Linked DNA regions of Danio rerio: all the other regions are linked to region 1. A link is a contact called in public Hi-C and HiChIP or PLAC-seq data. All regions are on one chromosome and are shown on one strand. Each heading gives the region's core, a stretch centred on a gene start, on an enhancer-like site or on the middle of the called end of the contact. The rest is flanking DNA. Distances are from core to core; before and after follow the strand shown.

Evidence for each region. Hi-C and Micro-C count contacts between places; a contact is called where the count stands out from the background. HiChIP or PLAC-seq counts read pairs in DNA pulled down with a chosen protein or histone mark.
Region 2: a Hi-C map of hematopoietic stem cells shows a contact between it and region 1, with 4 times the contacts expected there. The contact joins the promoter of ebag9 here to the promoter of eny2 in region 1. A contact is called at or near these places in 3 of 18 Hi-C or Micro-C datasets (caudal fin, hematopoietic stem cells and an unstated tissue) and 2 of 4 datasets of contacts at active chromatin or transcription factors (caudal fin and embryo).
Region 3: a contact with region 1 is called in an H3K4me3 HiChIP or PLAC-seq map of gastrula embryo, with 6 times the contacts expected there. The contact joins the promoter of sybu here to the promoter of eny2 in region 1. A contact is called at or near these places in 1 of 18 Hi-C or Micro-C datasets (embryo) and 1 of 4 datasets of contacts at active chromatin or transcription factors (gastrula embryo).

Annotation. Positions count from the first base shown.
Region 1 is chr16:43,357,306-43,361,986 of GRCz12tu, reverse strand. It overlaps eny2 (ENY2 transcription and export complex 2 subunit), which reads right to left and starts at 1,960. Exons shown (of 5, transcript NM_001002427.2): 1 at 1,844-1,960; 2 at 1,472-1,545. The coding sequence starts at 1,539. LOC141378298 (a long non-coding RNA gene) reads left to right here and starts at 1,976. Exons shown (of 4, transcript XR_012392444.1): 1 at 1,976-2,170. It overlaps LOC137496203 (a long non-coding RNA gene), which reads right to left. Exons shown (of 5, transcript XR_012392439.1): 2 at 4,238-4,254; 3 at 4,047-4,094; 4 at 3,835-3,884; 5 at 3,243-3,561.
Region 2 is chr16:43,610,226-43,614,906 of GRCz12tu, reverse strand. ebag9 (estrogen receptor binding site associated antigen 9) reads left to right here and starts at 2,410. Exons shown (of 7, transcript NM_201094.1): 1 at 2,410-2,601; 2 at 3,059-3,155; 3 at 3,338-3,416. The coding sequence starts at 3,073. zdhhc3a (zDHHC palmitoyltransferase 3a) reads right to left here and starts at 802. Exons shown (of 7, transcript NM_001002725.1): 1 at 676-802.
Region 3 is chr16:43,562,913-43,567,593 of GRCz12tu, reverse strand. sybu (syntabulin (syntaxin-interacting)) reads right to left here and starts at 2,270. Exons shown (of 9, transcript NM_001077173.1): 1 at 2,228-2,270; 2 at 1,898-1,952.

The sequences.
Region 1 (4,681 bases), core at 711-3,210:
TTAAAAGCTCATATGTCCCGTTTCCTTGCGTAAAGCAAACGTGCCTGGAAACGCAACTGGTGCGATCGTTTCTCTTTGAAATAGACTGAAAAAGAAAACAGTGATCATGCACCTGCAGTCTTGAGTTCAAGATTTTTTTGGAGGCAGCTGCTCTTGCCACTTTCGCTTATTAAGGAGCGAATGTTTACAGTGTGTGCATGATTATCCTTTCAATATTGCACACAGAATGTTTGACTTTCTTTTGCTTACAGTTATTTTTGTTAATGTGGTTTAATTATCATCCTTTACAATAGCATTGCTTTAATATGAGATTAACTCTTCATTTATCTATAGTTAACTGATGATCTGGAACCTTTAGCTTGGACAGACTGCAGTGTATACTGTATAGTTTTAGATGCATGAGAATAATTTTTTTTGAAATGTCAATTGTAAAAAGTTATAAAAAGTTATATTTTGCTTGTTTTTACACATTATTTAGAATTTGTGGCGAGGAAATAACTAGTTTGATGTAGCCAGAAAAAAAAAGATAAATCCTTAGTGTTGAGCCCTAAAAAGTCATGTGAAATAAAACAAATTGCAATTTGACACTATGAATCAACAACCCATTTGTTCATGCTCATAGAGCAAGGTCACAACACACATAGAAGTTAAATGAATGAAGACATAACACAACATTTAAATTAAGTAATTTAACGATGCCAAAGTCAAATTAATGCATATAAAATATATTTTCCCAACAACAAAATTGTGGCTAGTAGCATTGGAAAACTACTAGCCACAGTGATTGGTGATCCAAAAAGTTAATGTCAAGCCCTGTATATAATAATGCCAAAACATTGGTGTCCATTGCGTTCCAACAGCTTAAGACCAAAGAATTAAAAAACTTAGTCATTTATTACAACTTATTTTGTAGCCAAACAAATACTTAAATCTCAGGACAACTCGAATAATATCTACAACATTTCTTAAATGATTAAAAAAATAAACATACTTCAGAAATGTGTATAGGTATGTACATAACTAAACTTACAACGTCTAAAACGAAAAAGATTGTTCCTTAAAGTTACCTTAGAAATGCATGCATGTGGGAAAATCATGGGAGTTTTTGAAAGAGACTACAACAACAGAAGTAGAGGTAAAGTTGATTTTATATTCGGATATTCAGACATTCTCTTTAATAATATAATTTCAGAAATTTATTTTTTGCCAATTCTAAATAGGGAAATCATAGTAGCAGCAACTGACTATCAAAGTACAACATTGTTCACAGTGAATTAGATGGTGTTAATGTTGTTTAGAAGTCATACGTGCATGCTAATTCCGATCGAATATTCAAAGTAACATGTTAAACAATATAGAGACTGCTAAATGAACGAATATGCGAATATAAAACCAACTCTATAAGAAAAAATGTAATACGAGTAGACGACTTGCAATTTTTGAGACAAACATAATGATTACAGACACTTACCTCTCCCTCTCACCCATCTCAATTAACTTCTGGTTAATGGCGGCCCTCATTTGTGATTCTTTACTCATATTAGTCTGAAATAAGAGGTTAAAATGAAGAGACATGGCGAACTGTAGTGCCAAAGACTGCAGGTCTTAACTTGGCCACTCACAAAACACAATTTTCACCTTGCATCATAATTACATTAAGGATAAACAAACAACAACTAGACGGACTTTAGAGGGGAAATACACAGGATGTAGAATATTTTTCATCACTGTAACGATGTTTAGCACAGGTGGTTGTTTTTTATGACCCGTGGCTCTAGCGCCGTACAAATTCAATACTAGTATAAATTATAATTTAACCGTATGCGATTTGTGATAAACGTACCAGACACTAATGCATATGAGCATAATGTTCTCATCGGCGTGTAAGCGCTTTTCTCTCTGCTGTTGTGAATAGCCGGCCGTTCCACACCCCGTTTACTTTCCCCAAAGAAACACGATCACCAGCGGAAGGTTCCTCCGTACTTAATGGTTCCTATGCTCTTACGACGTATGGCGGTTTGTGAGCTTATTCATTTGGTTTGTTTGCGCTTGTTTTCTTCCCAGCACTTACAAATTATCTAAATTTAGCTAAATTTGCTAATTGTTTTGGGAGAATTCTTTTGACTACTGGCAAAGTTGCACAATGTTGAAAGAATACCTGCTTTTGAAGGTACACAGTTAAAAATTGTGTTAAGAGAGAGAGAGAGAGAGAGAGAGAGAGAGAGAGAGAGAGAGAGAGAGAGAATATATATTAATTATACTTAATGTAGTAAGTCACTCTAATTTCTATTTAGGCTCTAAGGTTTGTAGACGAGGGGAGTGCTTATGTTTGCATTTAGTATTTTTTTCTAACATATACTAATTTCAGTTCTTTAGTCAGTATAGTTTAATACAATGTGCGTGTTTTAATTAAATAATTAATTCAATTTAATTTATGAATAATTCATTTTTCCAAGATTTATTTGTTATTTTGATTATTGTTTTGTACCGTGCATTAATATGTGTCAGCCTGTACAGTTGACATCAGCGTCATCTGGTGGAGGGTTAGAAACAAAACAGCTAAAAGCCCGTGGAAAAAAAAAACATTAAATGCATGTAATCAATAATACTATTATGAATATGTATAATACATGTATTTTGTTAATGTATTATTATTACAACATAATTCCTGTGGCCGAATATTTTGTATGGAATTTATTTATAGTAAACTAGCTTTACTACTACTTCTACCATGCTTTAAGCATAAAATACCTCAATATCTCATCCATAGTGCCCGACAGTGCCAGGCATAGTGCCAGGCGGTGAGCTTGGGGAAAGCAGGGGGATAAATCAAAATTGGACATAAGCTCGCGTGATTGGACAGAACGTGATTCACGTGACTGTGAAACCAAAACACATCCCAACAAACACATTTACGTTGTAGCGATGTCTGCACAACGTTGTATTTTTTCAAAGGCAACGTTGCCGCTTACGTGCTCGCTACATTGTCACAACGTAGAAATGTAAGACGTGAGAAGGCTGTAGCAACGTTGTCGTGCGACATTCAGCAACCGCGAGGCGGCGTTCTTACTACTTGTATTAATATTTTTTGTGGCAGTTTATCAATACTGCCTAGAATACAGGATAAGCAGCAATTCTTTTCCAGTATTGCTTAATATGAAATATTGTTCATTTATTTTTCCTATTTAATTTAACAACTGCATGTGTAAACTTTAAAGTGTAAAAATAACACACAAATGAATAAAATCAAACTTTTTATTATATATTTCACAACATTTAATACATACAGTACACATCTAATTATAAGCAAACAGTATAAAGTTTATATATATATAATATATATAATTAAACTAAAGGGTAAACAAACAAGAAAAGTAAACAAGAAATCATTAAAATGTAAATATATATATAAATAAATATATAAATTAAAATTCAGACACTGTGCAGTGAAGCTCTGGACTGGAGAATACAGCAGACCGGGGACCGCAGCTGAAGACCAGGCATAGTTGTTGGTATGGAGAAAGCAGTCAGAGAAAGAAACAAATTCAACAGATAATCCAGCTTCAGAGATCCACAGCAGACACAAGTCAAAATAGGCAGTGAACAAGAGAGGACAGATGGAAACGACTATGACTAGCAAGTTATTGAAGTTTCAGACATTTATTGTAATTTCATTACATATAAAATCTCCAGTGAGTAATTATGTAGCCTACTTTATTTTAATGCTTTAATAATATATCATATACCAAAATTACATACCATTAAATAAATTTAGAGATACAGGGAAAACAGGTTTGTGTTAACAGAAGTCAGAGTTAGTCTCCCAATACTTACTTAAATTATGAGAAGAGAAAGAAGAGGTCCTGTAGTTGTGGTGTTGCTCGCTGTAAATGGAATGTTAAAATTAGTGTCATTTCAATAACAGCTATACAAAATAATAAAGTAATTTTTCATAAGCATGATCTATTTTCCACATTATGAACATGCTGTTTTAGGTAACATAGCTACATTTATTATGATAGTAAATAGAGTAGTATACTTCTTACCTCATTCAATTATTCTTTCCATAGATCAGGAATTACAGCAACACTGATCTGTCATTATACATTATACTGATGAAAAAATTCTGAAAGACAAGTTACATAAGTAATTTGAAAACAACAGTGAGTGGTTAAACAATAGAGTTTTATGCAACTTACGCATAATTAAAATCCAGAAATTATCAATAGAAGATTACCTCCATGTGAAAATAGCCTGTTGAGCAAAGAAAAGAGTGGGTTTTAAATAAAACATCAAAAGATAAATCAAAATAAAAATGTAGACTAGCAGACCTTTTTATTAATATCTATATTAATTAGGCATATGAACATCAACTTATATACTTTAACTTATAGGGATAGCTCACCCAAAACTGACAATTCTGCCATTTAGCCTCATCCTTTATTTGTTCCAAACTTATTTAGCTTTTTTTCTGCTAAATAAAGAAGATGTATTAAATAAAGCTGGAAAACTGTAACTATTTAATTAGTGTTTTCTTACTATGAAAGCAAATGCTTACAGTCTTTAGTGTTCAATAGAAGAAAGAAACGTAAAGGTTTGGAATCACTTATTATTTACAGGGCAAATAATTCGTGAGTACATATCATTTTTGAGTGAACTGTTCCTTTAACGGGACGCAAAC
Region 2 (4,681 bases), core at 1,161-3,660, 250 kb before region 1:
ATCAACTGCTCTTATTTGACTTCCCAGACATAGTTCTTTTGTTTTTCCAATATTAAAATTTAATGAACTTTTACATTTGGTTTTTGACAAAGAGTGAGTGAAACAAGCTTGAGATCCTCTGGTTTTGGAGACACAACAGAAGGTCATATTTAGTGGACGCAGCAGTATAGAAGCAGCAGCAGTTTCTCAGATACAGTCACTTGAGCACAACCAACAATGTCAACAGAGGACACACTGTAGTTTCAGCCCTTTTTCTTTCCTTCATGGCCCTTGAATACTACAACCAACTTTTATGCCTAATGCTGCAATTCCTACCTACACTGGTTGATAATAAGACAGTCAGGCATTGTTCAAGAGTGCCACACAGTATTTATCTCTAATAGCATTATGCGTTTTAAAGGTGTAAAAAATCATGCTTTTCATCAACCAGCACACAATCTGGTTTAATAACAAGTCAAAGCAGCAAAAACAGGACAGAGTATCACAATGGCGTAAATTACGCATTGACAGTGCCAAGACGTCTTCAATTACACATAACATCCAAATGTACTGTTTACTAGATGATTAACATTCATGAAACAGGAATCTCTTTGCATTACTGTTGATATGAAGCAGACATTAAATAAGCTTGTGTACTGAAACCTGCGATAGATACCTGGCCACGGCGATACTCACATATTTGGCGACACTGGTGCTCCTCGCGTTTGTTCGCCTAACCCAGGCCGAGAAGATCCAATAACGCATGGATCACACTAACTGGGGGACACGCTCCAGATTAGTGTTTTAGCAAATAAATCAGTTTTACCCGAATATTGCACATGGACTGGTGAAATGCTGCATTTTTGTGCGGTGGCAGCTCCTCCCTTCACTGGAGAAACTGATAACCACTCCTCCCTTCACTGGAGGCGCAACCGGATCACGATCCGACACGAAAGCCACTTCTGGAAACTGAATTTTTAGACAGCTGAAGCGTTGTTTTGCAGGCTGAAACTTGATTTTATTAGGGGGCGCTTAAAGGCTCAGAAAAGCGAATATCTGCATTCTGTTTTTAGTTTGTTTTATTTTACTCAATTTATTTTAAAATATTTAAACAGTTGATAGTGGTATAAAACAATTACTTGATAAAAATTCGAATCTAATACGCAAATGTGTATAAGTAAAATAACCCCTCTAAATTACAGCCGTTCTAGCAAACGCGAACGATCGTGATTGGTTCGTCTTGTTCAGCGAAGAGGAAAGTAACTGATACCTCGTGGTACCGCCATCGAACCGCACTCTGAAAACATTGATTGAAAAATACAAATTGAAATGTTAATATAGTAGATTACTGTTTAGACTTCCACACAAGACTAAATAGTGATTATATATCCGCCTTGTTAACGTTTTTTAAGACTGTTTGCCATGGTGTGAAAATGTCTAACATTTATATTAATTAAACCGAGTTTTGATTTGAGCATTTAATAATGCAATTTTATTATTATTATTAAATATAGACATAAGAAAATATGAATATAGTATAAATATAGTAAATAAATAAACAATTTACGTACTACTGAAGATACAATATGAATAAAATAATACTGTAAGCAGAGTAGATAGATAGATAGATAGATAGATAGATATATAGATAGATAGATAGATAGATAGATAGATAGATAGATAGATAGATAGATAGATAGATAGATAGATAGATAGATAGATAGATAGATAGATAGATAGATAGATAGATAGATAGATAGATAGATAAGTTAGACAGATATTTTGAAAATTACAGTGTTCTGTCATGTCTTTACATGACAATTAAATATTACAAAGTGCTTGACATAGTCTAAACAAACACAAGTCATAGAAAAAGCTGTCACATTAATTACGCATATTAATTTATTTAAAGAGTTTCCCCCCAAAAGTACAGACTTTTATTGTGTGGTGTGGCTGAAAATTTAAAACGTCCCTTAAAATTTGCGCAGACCCTAACACGTGGGTTGCCAGATTGCAATCACAACGCAGACTCAAACCATGTTGTGAACAAAAATATAGAATTTGACAATACTTTATACATTGTCATTGAAATCTACTTTAATAATTGTCATTTATTTAATTTGGCAGTTTTAATACTAGAACAATGTGAAGAATTGTATTCGTACAAAATAACTCTACATGGTTTCTTGTTGTTAATATCACTGATGTATGGAACTCAAATTCGAAATATTACTGTTTTGTGCATTTATTTATGTTTTCTCCAGTATCTTTTAAATGTTACTTTTATTTATTTTGCTGACATCAACAATAATTTACAAATTTCATCCTTGGAAACTGATTTTACTGCGTCAACCTGGCAACCCGTGGACTCCAGTTCCCTGTTGGCGTGAGGTGATACAATGAAGGGACGATGGCTGCCCGCATCAGAGTAATATGGATGAGATCGATCGCCGTGACAGCCGCTGTTCATGATGGTTCTGCGCTCCTGAACTCTTTCTTTGCCAAAACACACTAATCTCCCCGTTTCGTCCCATCTGTAGAGTTCAAGTGTTGTTTTGCATCAGTCTGCTAGCCCCGTGCTATGATTCTGCCCACATCAACTGTCTTTTATTGACCTGACCGGTGAGTAAATGAAGAAATCTAAACCATATCGTTACTTATTTTCTTATACAAGTTCTGTTAATGAAAACTAAAGCCAAGTACGATTATTAAACAACATAAATATTCAGTTAGCTGGCTGTACATGTACGTAAGCTAACATTAGCTGTTGCCATTGCAGTTCATTTGCTTCCTTGATTGTTTGCTAATAAAGGTCAATATGGGTACAACAAAAGCACATATTGCAAATACATAAATTATTTAGTTTTTAACCCCCAGGACAGAACATTCACATGTCCTGAAAGTACAATTTATGATAATTTTTGTTCAATTGGATTCTTACAGGACCTTCATATTAACCATATGTCTGAAATGCTTATGTATTTGTCTTAAATTCTGTGAGTCTTGATTATGTTTTCTGTTTTGAAATGTCAAATTAATTCATTTCCTTGTGTTCTCTTTTTCTTTCTTTTTTTATTAGATATCACTCATAACATGGCCATCACACAGTTTCGCCTTTTTAAAATATGCACCTGCTTGGCATCTATTCTTTCATTTTTTAAAAGACTGATTTGCAGGTGAGTGTAATTCTCCTTTGTTGATTTGTTTGTGTGTTTACCTTGTAAATTGCCTTGTCATTATGATGATCCAGAGATGATATTATTTATGAATAACCAGGGGTGAATGTATGTCCTTTACAGAAGTGACTGTACGATTTCTTCTGTTATGATGTTTTGAATGTTGTGTTTTGTTTTTTTAGGACTGGAAGGTCACGTAAGCTGAGCGGGGACCAGATCACCCTCCCAACCACAGTTGACTATTCCTCTGCATCTAAACAGGTGAGAGAACCATGCTTGGAGACTGGCATAAACAATGAGGTTCACAAAACAGTCTGGGTATATTTTCACAGAGATGTCTGTCTGACTATAAATTCAATTTACTTTATTGGCATGACATATATGGGTATATATTGCAAAGCATACACAGCAGAATAAAGACAACTTAAATACGATCTATCAAACACTGTAATTTTTCAAAATATCTATCTATCTATCTATCTATCTATCTATCTATCTATCTATCTATCTATCTATCTATCTATCTATCTATCTATCTATCTATCTCGCATTTGTTCATCATGTAAATACTTTTGTTTATTTAGTGGCATTTCTATTAAATTGATGTTTGTTTACTTATATTTGTCTATTTATTTATTATAAATTTTTGCAAAAAAATCTAAATAGCAATATTTTTTTTATAAAACAAATATTAAGTTTTATAAAAAGTAAGACCATAGTGTGAATGGGAGTGTATAGGTGTTTCTCATTGCTGGGTTGCAGCTGGAAGGGCATCCACTGTTTATAACATATGCTGGATAAGTTGGCGGTTCATTCCGCTGTGGCGCCCCCTGATTAATTAAGGGACTAAGAAAACGAATGAATGAAGTTTTGCTCGAGCGCAAAACTATAAATTGTAAATTGTAAAAACTGAGAAGTGGTATTTACAGTTAAAGTCAGAATTATTAGCCCCCCTGAATTATTAGAGCACTTGTTTATTTTTTCCCCAATTTCTTTTAAATGGAGAGCAGATTTTTTCAACACATTTCTAAGCATAATAGTTTTAATAACTCATTTCTAATAATGGATTTATTTTATCTCTGCCATGATGACAGTAAATAATATTTTACTAGATATTTTTCAAGACACTTTTATACAGCTTAAAGTGACATTTAAAGGCTTACTAGGCTAATTAGGGTAACTAGGCGAGTAAGGGTAATTTGGCAAGTTATTGTATAACGATGGTTTGTTCTGTTGACTATCAAGAAAAAAATATAGATTAAAAGGGCTAATAATTTTGTCCCTAAAATGGTGTTTATAAAATTAAAACTGCTTTTATTCTAGTCAAAATAAAACAAATAAGACTTTCTCAAAAAAAATAACAAATATTATCAGACATACTGTGAAATTTCCCTTGCTCTGTTAAACATAATTTGGGGAATATTTAAAAAAAGAAGAAAAAAATTCGAAGGGGGCTATTAATTCTGACTTCAACTGTACATAATAGGGCCAGACAGAATCTGCGGACATTTTTTCAATTTCTGCAG
Region 3 (4,681 bases), core at 1,021-3,520, 210 kb before region 1:
TGCCAGTGTTTTGAAATTTAAGAAACTATACTGCATGTCTTTTGACTGTGGGGGAAACTGTAGCACCTGGAGGAAACCCATATGAATACAGGGAGAACATGCAAACTCCATACAGAAATGCCATCCAGCTAGGACTCAAACCAGCGACCTGCTTGCTTGATTTAATTTGTTGGTCCACTTAATCAGTTTGCTATGCAATTGCCACTCATGGGAGCAAGCCTATTCTCTCTTGGAGTCCAAATCAACTCTTAACGACAGTACCAAACAACAGACTTAAGACCTGGCAATGCAGAGGAACAAACACCATTTAAAGAAGCCAGGGACACTAGTCAGCCATTCTGTCCTAGATTGATATCTTGTGTCAAAACAAGAAGCTTAAGTGTTTTTACTCTGTCTTGTCAGCCTAATAGAAAAGCTGAGACTAGTTTCAGCCTGACTGAGTTAGAAGTTACTGATGCAATCTCTTTAAAGCCAGCTCATGCGTACTGACTAGAAATGGCATGACTGGAAGGAGAGAAACAGGAGGGAAGTCAGAGAGTATTCGCTGAATCATAACAGCTTATGTAATATACTTCACATATTTTATTATGAATGAGTTCACGTATAAATCATGACAGTAATGAAAGTCAGTTTTACGGTGTATGCTTCTCTTTTAGCTAATTACTGTACCCTCTATTGTCATCATTATTGCTATCTACTATAATCAGCAATTTGAAGAGTATTTAACGTTTGTAGTTCTAATATGCAGACGTTTAACTATTCAGGTTGTCCTCTTCATGTTAGCATCTAGAGAGAGTTTGAATCATTTACTTTAGCTCTGTCTTTATAGTCCACTAAATCAGTGATGACTCCATGTTATTGAGACAGAGAGTTATGTGCAGATGCATTTGCTTCTGGCTGTGAGTACATCTTCTGCTCATTGTTTCAATGTTGCTGTTTGAGTTTGACTACAAAAGAAGATGGCTGAATACAGGCTGAGGTTGTGCGTTAGTCAGTGTACATGACTACCAAATTTAGCATTTTTTTTCTCTACTTCTGTTTTCTCTAATAGTGTACAGTTCACAGCATTCCATGCATTTTTAAATGGCTATAGTTATTTCAGCAGATATCTATCTCAAATGATATTTCCAGTGAGGATTCAATGTATCCTTGCATTGATTGATTTAAGCCTCTAAATATCACTTTAAGCTGTATAGAAGTGAAAGATATCTAGTAAAATATTATTTACTGTCATCATGGCAGAGATAAAATGAATCAGTTATTAGAAATGAGTTATTAAAACTATTATGATTAGAAATGGGTTGATTATTTTTTTTTCTCTCTGTTAAACACAAACTGGAAAAAAACAGAGTGGCTAATAATTCTGACTTAATAATATATAATTATTAACTTAATTATATATAATTCATAAAATATTACTAAATATCAATAAATAATAATATATAAAATATTATATTTTATATTAATAAATATTAATAAATAAAGTTTTGATGGGTGTATTAAAATTATGACATTATATAAGAAAAATATATTTTAATTTTGTTTGTTGAAAAACATTATACTTAAATTACATTTTTATTATTCTCTAACAAAAAAAATACACTAAAAAGTGTTCTTAAATCAGAATGCACTGACATATATCTTAAATCAGAATGCACTGACAGAAAATGCACTGACATATATTTTAATAATAATAATAATAATAATAATATTAACACGTATTAGTTTAGATTTTACCAAACATAAATGTCTCTTTGCATGCACAGCACACTTTTACAGTGTTTTAGAACGTTCTGTGAATTCACAGCACACTGAATTTCCTCTCAAAAACAAGACTTTTACCACAAAGGCGAAGGGACGAGTAAAATGAAGTAAACCAAAGATGATTGACAGTTACCTGACTTACAGACGTTCAGCTTGTTGACAACTGTGCAGTGACGCCTCTGCCCCGCCTAAAAATGAATAAATAAGAAAATAAATACACAACTAATTATAAAATAGCTAACTAAAATGACGAAGATGAATAAAACAATCATAGGCTACGCGGTAATCAACAATCAACAATAGCGTCGCGTTTGGTTTGTCTCAGTTAACATGTTGAGTAGAATACGCATTTAATCCATACCTATAATAATACAGTTTATATACATTATATTTGTGAAAATATGTCCTTTAATCCATAATATTATGGAAATAAGAGTGTGACGCAGACGGTAAAGACACTTGCCTCGTGATGCGCTGCTGATTCCTGCGAGTGAATGAGAGAAAGTGAAGGATGCGCGGCCCCGTGGCTCCTCAAAACAACACAATGCGCGCTCTCGCCGCTCTGCTGCTGTTTTGATGCGATGTGAAGGACTTTCAGCCTCTGTCTGCTAGATTATTCAGCACAGCATCAGTGTGTGTGTCTGTGTGTGTTTGTGCTCGAGCAGAAGAGGCTGAGGACACTGACATCGCCAGGACAACGCAAATCTGACTAATGTTTCGAGTGTGTTATGTAACGCGCAGCAGAAATTAACCCTTGTGTGGCGGATCGGGATTTAACAAGTGGGTTTACTGACGCGCACGAATTTTAATGAGCAATGACGACCTTATGCTTTTGGCAAGTGAAAAGCTGTTAGAAACCTTTAAATAAATGGGATTGTTACGCCACTTTTTGGACTGACAAACGTGTCTCTTGTCAAGTAATCTGAATTTATATGTAGCATAAATACAATATTGTAAAAATAATTTAAAAACTTATTCTTTTATACAATGCATTTTCTATATACAGTTTGCATAGTTTATAAGTCATAGTTTGTGATATGTATTTAATTCAGATTCTCCTCAGTGATACTGTAAAAAGGGACCGTATTTAACACTATTATACTTTTATTATATATCTTTTAATTTTTAAATGATAAATAATACTTTTAATTATTATGAATAGTTAATATGTAATATTTAAAGTTATAGTTTTAACTTATCAGTCACTTTTCACTATATTAAGGGCAGCCTTAATTGAGTAAATATTATAAATTATGACTTATTACGACTGATTAGGCTTTATAAAATATAGGGTAAATGTCTTATTGAAAGTATTACAGTAAAAATAGTAATAGTTTTATTGCCAGACAAATTGTAAATTACATGACTGCTTTAGAATACAGTATAACTTTAATTGTTTTTTACGTAATTAAAAGTATATTAATTATGAACTAGCAAAATATGCTAAATGAAACCCAATTTTTTTGCATAGTATCAAAATGTAACATTATGTATCAGTATGTAACAATTTTTTTGCATTTTTGCTTGTGCATATTTGCTTATTTTATTTGTTTGTTTGTATTTATTAAAATAACTTGCTGGCAAATTACGAATGCATTTCAGCTACCAGTGATTGGAGAATTTTAGGTTACTCTTGACTATGCAAAACCAATTTTATTAAATAGAAATCTGTGTAAAGAGAGCATTTTCTATACAATGTATTGTCTATATACAGCATACCTATAGTTTAGAAGTAATAATTTGTAATATGTATTCAATTAAGATTTTCCTTACAGTGATGCAATAAAAAGGCACTGTATTACAAGTTAAAACTATAATTATTATTTTATAATTAGTTTAATTTTTTAATGATAAATAACACATTTAATTATGAAGAAGAGTATATTTTTTTACTAATTAAAGTTATAGTTTTAAATTATAAGTTCCTATTTACTAAGGAGAGCTTTAATTGAATAAACATGATAAATTATGACTGATTAGGCTATATAGAAAATGCATTGTATAGGGAAAATGTCTTTCCGTAATGACATTGAAATTAACTGGATTGATATTGTTTTATTGACAGACAAATTGCAAATTACATGACTGGTTTTATAGTAAAATATGGTATAATATAACTTTAATCTTTGCTTTAACATACAACACTAAATTAAATATGCCAAATAATATGCTAAATATGCTAAAAAATATCCAATTTTATTTCATAGTAGCAAAATGTAACATTATGTATCAGTATGTAACAATTTCTAATAGCATTTTGCTTGTGCATATTTGTTTATTTTATGTATTTGTTTATTTGTTTGTAATTATCAAAATAAATTGCTGGCAAATTACAAATTTATTTCAGCTACCAGTGATTGTAGTATTATAGGTTACTCTTGACTATGCAAAACCAATTTTATTACATAGAAATCTTTGTAAAAAGTGCATATTTGCTTTTGCTTTGTTCATAATTTTTTTAATAAATGTATGCTCGCTCACACAAACACACACACAGACACACACACACACACACACACACACACTGGTAGAGTAGTGGACTGTTTAATATCTGCTAACACTTTAATTTGATCATCTCCCAAAGGCATTCAGTGGACTATATATAACTATGAAAGTACATTATTCTACTAACCTCAACCTTAACCTTCACCTAACGGTCCACAAATACTCTACTAATAAGAGTTAGCTGACGTGCAGTTGCAAAGTTACAATCAGCAGAACAATGGCTGAAGCGGGCCATCAGAATAAAGTATAATCAAGGAATCTTTTCACATAATCAAAAACAATGCAATACATGTCATTTAAAATTAATCAGCAGTCATTAATTATAAGTATGCACTCTAAATAACTTTTTAATTACTTATTGGCAGCGCAAGACAGAATTTGTGAAAATGTTTTTGCTATTTATGTGCAGAAG